2 separate regions of the Oryctolagus cuniculus genome follow, and region 1 is linked to region 2. A link is a contact called in public Hi-C data. All regions are on one chromosome and are shown on one strand. The core of a region is the stretch at or near the end of the contact, and the rest is flanking DNA. Distances in the headings are between cores, read along the strand shown.

Region 1 (2,700 bases), core at 54-2,553, 130 kb after region 2:
GGCAGGTTCACAGCTGCGAAACCCAAGAGACGCAGATGAGGGCCTCAACCCTCCCTTCCAGCAAAATGGGTCTTTTCTACTCCTTCTTTGGTTACATCAATCAATAGCTCATAAAACATAGGGCTAGTGCATTGCTCTGCAAGACTTGGACAAGGTAATCGCTCCATTTCATCCTCCTGCTTCAGAACACTCCTCCGGGGGAAATAAACCTGCCTTTCTGGGGAAAACAAAAGCCTCCCCTACCTTGCCCTAGAAACAAAACTAGAGGAAGCGATGATGAGCAAGCGCCCCAAGCCGCACGACGGCCCCGCGCCGGCTCAGCCAGGGGTGCTCTGTCCAGCCCGGAGTGTACGTGTGTTTTGCTTTAAAATTCCTCTAAAATGGAAAGGGAGAAGAGTGGGCGTGTAAGCTGGAGCCCAGGCTCCATTCAGATGGCTCGTGTCCTCCCATCTCACTCTGCATCAAGATGTGGCCACCCCGGCTGAATTTCAAGGGGGCAATTTCTTGGGCAATTAAATATGTCAACTACAGACGCCGGAGGCCGGGGCAGCGGGAGCAAACGTCCCGACGAGCGAGGCTGGCAGGGCGCCCGCCGCCTCGGGCGCCGGCCAGGGACTGCACCGCCCGGCTGCCCACCCGCACCTCCGCTGGGTCCCCAATTCGGGCTAGGCTCGGTCACTTCCGGTGACAAATCCCTCCTCCCACCGCCTCCAGCAATAATGTACCGATTCCCCCGCCGCCTTCCTAAAACCCTGCGGCCCCTCCGGGAGGCGCGGAGCGAGGCACGGGGAGGGGGCGCGGGGTCTCCGCTCCCCCGCCCTGCGGCCGCCGCCCGGGAGCCGCTTCCAGACTCGCCCGGGCCCCACCGAGCGCGGCCGCAGCTCCGAGCACGCTCCCTCCCGGCGCGGTGGCCCGCGGGGGCCCAGGAGCCCCCAGGCCGCGCGAACTGCAGTGGATGCGGGGTGGGCGGAGGGCGAGGGGACTCGGGCGGCGGGAATGAGAAAGAAGACACCAGAGGCATGCAAGCGGCTCCCTAGCCAGCTGCCCCGGCTGCCGCTTCCTCCGGCGCGGGCCGGGCGGTGCAACATCCCCCCCCCCTCCGTCTTCCCCACCACTACCTGTCCCCCCACCCACCACACGCACACAGTCCTCTCCCACCCCAGCGGCGGATCTCCGGTCTGCAAGGGGGTAGCAGGGAGGAGCTGGGGGGAGGGGGAGGCCTGCGAGTTTCTAACCTTGTTCTTATAAACAAACCCACATGTGCAGCTGCCGCTGCTGCAACTCACCCCACAATCCCGGATATAAGGCCTGTCCCTTTAAGAAGAAAAAAAAGCTTCCCCCGCCTGCCTCCCACCCCACCCATCCACAAGGACCTTTGTCTCCCCGCCCGCCCCGCCCGGCGGCCCCGCCCCTCGTCCCCGCCCCCCTTCGGCTCCCTGGAACCAATAGGCGAAGGAAATAAGGCCGGGGGATTGACGCCATCGTGTCCGGCCAATCACAGGGCGCGTTGGTGGGAGGCCTCCCGGAGGGCGCGCCCAGAGGCAGGAAGGCCGGAGAGGAAGCTTGAAGTTAACATGGAGTCTGCTAGTTGCTCCGCCGGCGCCGTGGGCGACGGGGACATGGGGTCCCAGCGGGACCTGAGCTCGGTGCCTGAGCGGCTCCACAGACGCGAGCAAGAGCGGCAGCTGGAGGTGGGAAGGCGGAAGCAAAAGCGGCAGGACCAGGAGGTGGAAGGGGAGAAGAGCGACTTCTTCGCCGCCGCCTTCGCTCGGGAGCGAGCGGCCGTGGAAGAGCTGCTGGAAGGCGGTGAGTCGGTCGAGCGGCTGGAGGAGGCGGCCTCACGGCTGCAGACGCTGCAGAAGCTTCTCAACGACTCGGTTTTGTTCTTAGCCGCCTACGACCTGCGGCAGGGGCAAGAAACCATGGCGCGGCTGCAGGCGGCCCTGGCCGAGCGGCGCCAGGAGCTGCAGCCCAAGAAGCGTTTCGCTTTCCGGACCCGGAGGAAGGAGGATGGCGGTGCTGCTGCCGCCGCCGCCGCCGCCGCCACGACAGACGCGGCCCCTGCAGCCCCGGCGGCGTCCCCGCGGCCGCTGGCGGAGGAGGGGCCAGGCCTCGGCTCCAGCTGGGTCTGCGGCTTCTCCCACCTGGAATCGCAAGTCTTGGAGAAGAGAGCCGAGGAGCTGCACCAGCGCGACGTCGTTTTGACCGAGCTGAACCACTGCACGGTCAGACTGTACGGCAATCCCAACACGCTGCGGCTGACCAAGGCCCGCGGCTGCACGGTGCTCTGCGGCCCCGTGTCCACCTCGGTGTTCCTGGAGGACTGCAGCGACTGCCTGCTGGCCGTGGCCTGCCAGCAGCTGCGCGTCCACACCACGACGGACACCCGCGTCTTCCTGCATGTGACCAGCAGGGCCATCGTGGAGTACTGCCACGGGATCCAGTTCGCCCCGTACACCTGGAGCTACGCGGGCATCGACGCGGACTTCGAGAGTTCTGGGCTGGACCGGAACAGAAATCACTGGAATGACGTTGACGATTTTAACTGGCTGGCCCGGGATGTGGCCTCCCCAAACTGGAGTATCCTTCCCGAAGGGGAGCGAAAAGTCCAGTGGGACTGAGCAGTCACCAAGCACTTCCTCCTGGGGCCCGCAGGGCTCAGCTGCCGCTGTCATCTATTTGCGGTGTTTAAGGGTTGAG
Region 2 (2,700 bases), core at 8-2,507:
CCCCACCCAGTCGGGACAAACGCCCGCCCGATGAAGGGCACAGCCCCCAACAAGACTGCTTTCACTTCCGATGTCAGCTGCAAGCTCCGGGGTCTCCACACCGCCCCTACTTCCCACTGATGGGCGACAAAGTTGGGGGAGATTCCCATTTCGCATTCACATTTGATAATTCACCTGGACAACTAAGAGCACGCAGGCAAGTGCTGTTGTTGAGATGACAGCACGTCAAAGCGGCACGACCAGCAAAGTGCAGAGCCACATCGGGTGAGGTATGGGGGCGGGGGGAGCTCTGGGTGCCAAGCTGCCATGGCCTCTGCCTGTGGACTCGGGCTGTGTCACTGGGTCACCCTCCAGCCACTCAACATGGGCCACAACCAGGAAGCTCTACTGGGCTTTGTGTCCTGAGTTTTGATTAGGGTCTCATCACTCAGGCGTGCATGATGAAACCACGGGCTGGGGTTAAGTCTGCTCTCTCTGCTCTTGCGTGGCTCCGAGCCCCCGTCTGCTCCACCACATGGCCACCTGATGCAGCACGGCAGCACTGACTTTACCATTTTATTTATTCGAGAGGCAGAGAGACAGGGAGACAGAGCGAGAGTGTCCGTCCCGTGGTTCATTCCCCAAATGCCCCCAGGGGCTGAGATTGGGTTGGAATGGGAGATGGAAACACAATCCAGGTCTCCCACATGGGTGGCACAAGTCCTTGAGTCAGCACCTGCTGGCCCCCAGGGCTTGCATTAGCAGGAAGCTGAAGCTGGAAATGGAACCCAGGCACTCCCATATGGACTGTAGGTGTCTTGCATTCATTACATTAAATGTCTGCATTTAAAAAAAAAGATTTATTTTATTTATTTGAAAGACAGAGTTGCAGAGAGAGGTAGAGTCAGAGAGAGAGGTCTTCCATTTCACTGGTTCACCCCCCAAAATGACCACAATAGCCAGAGCTGAGCTGATCCGAAGCCAGGAGCTTCTTCTGGGTCTCCCACGTGGGTGCAGGGGCCCAAGGACTTGGGCTATTTTCTACTGCTTCCCCAGGCCACAGCAGAGAGCTGGATCGGAAGTGGAGCAGCCGGGACTCGAACCAGCACCCGCGTGGGATGCTAGCACTGCAGGCCAGGGCGTTAACCCGCTGCACCACAGTGCTGGCCCCACGTTTCTTGAGAGGATTACTAGAGTTGTATGCTTCTTAAGCATCACAGCAGGAGACAAATGAAGCTAGTTCGTCCTTCTAATAATAATCAAGCTTGATTATTTGGTTAAGGTGGTGGTCAAAGGGTCAGGCTCGCTTTCAACGAGAGAAACCTTAAGATTATTGGCATGGACCGGCCCAGCAGCCGGCCTTCGCCGCCCGCCCTCGCCTTCGGGAGCACCAGGAACGGGGAACGGCAGGACGTGGCACGAAAGCAGGTATGCGTGCTACCCGCGGCGGCACGCCTGCACGCATGTTCCGCTCTGTCCTGCCCTTCACAGCTTGGCAGTCTATGCCTTTTTGTTCTGAGGCAGGCACCTTCCACGTTGGGAACTCTGGGCTGGGCCCCGCCGTGTCTGCCTCTGCGGCGTTTCTGCGCGCAGCCGGCCAGTCAAGTGCTTCCCCGTCTGGGCTTGGTATGGTCTACGACCTCCCTTCATCTCTTCTCACGATGGTTGCGCCCACATCACAGGAAGTGTTTGCTTCTCGGCCTTCCCGTCATGCTTCGCGGCCCAACATGGAGGGCCTTCCCAGTCTGAGCTCCTCCGGCGGAGGCTCTGCACCCGCTGGGTCAGCCCCGACCTCGATGACCCTGGCGCAGCTCTTGCAGGTGGTTCAGCAGGGCCAGGAGGTCCCGGGCCTGGAGAAACTGCACATTACGGCGACCCATGGCGAGCCCACGGCGTCCGTGCTCCCGCGGAAGCCCAAGCCCTGGGAGGCCGCGGGCCCGACTGACCCGCCGCGCGCGTCCGCCCTCGGCCCGGGGCCCCAGGCCCCGGCCACTCTTGGCTAGAGGACCGGCCCCGCCGAGGCAGCAGCGGCACCTTCGGAAATGAGTACTGTGGTTCCTGAGGTTCGAGGGACTTTGCCGCTGAGACCTGGGGCGCGTGGCGGCGTCCTGCAGGAACTCGCGACCCTGGATAACCAGCCGTGGCCTCTCAGCTGGAGTTGATCCTGGAAGCATCATCAGGATGTGCTGTATTTGTATTTCTGAACCGTAACCATCCGTTAAGAAAAAAAATCCTTTTTCGATTCTTTACATGCAACTGAAGCAAAGCTTATACTTTACTGCCCGCGGTGCGTTTTCATTTCAAACACCCTGCCCAGGCCAATCCACAGGGAGGGGTTATGTGGGGGATCGGAAGTGCTTTACTCGGGGGTCCGTTTATTCTGGTAGTAATGGAAAGCTAGGAGCCACGTGGCATCTGCATCTTAGATGGCTACTTTCCAGATAGTCAATAAAAGTTTTTTTTTTTTTTAACCTTTTCAGAATGTGTTCAAAGACACTGAAATTCCAAACCATCTTTAAAAAGCTAACTTTGGTTGACTTGGGGTCTTGGAGCCAGGTGATCAGACAAGGGGCTCGAGAATTAGAGTAAATTCCCATCGCTGTCTTGTGATGCCACTGCATCTACTCTTGCTCCTTAAACTGGATTGTCCGTCTACAAAGCCTACAAGACACCCGATGTGTAGGTTGACTACTGCAAACAATACATACTAACACCCCCTCA

The links. Hi-C and Micro-C count contacts between places; a contact is called where the count stands out from the background.
Region 1: a Hi-C map of embryonic fibroblasts shows a contact between it and region 2, with 2.6 times the contacts expected there. The contact joins the promoter of BICRAL here to the promoter of PEX39 in region 2. A contact is called at or near these places in 2 of 6 Hi-C or Micro-C datasets (ear pinna and embryonic fibroblasts).

What each region holds. Positions count from the first base shown.
Region 1 is chr5:127,224,326-127,227,025 of mOryCun1.1, forward strand. It overlaps BICRAL (BICRA like chromatin remodeling complex associated protein), which reads right to left and starts at 1,304. Exons shown (of 12, transcript XM_070074088.1): 1 at 1,287-1,304. TBCC (tubulin folding cofactor C) reads left to right here and starts at 1,460. Exons shown (of 1, transcript XM_008262923.4): 1 at 1,460-2,700. The coding sequence starts at 1,575. The coding sequence ends at 2,621.
Region 2 is chr5:127,093,745-127,096,444 of mOryCun1.1, forward strand. It overlaps PEX39 (peroxisomal biogenesis factor 39), which reads left to right and starts at 1,258. Exons shown (of 1, transcript XM_051855718.2): 1 at 1,258-2,262. The coding sequence starts at 1,410. The coding sequence ends at 1,982.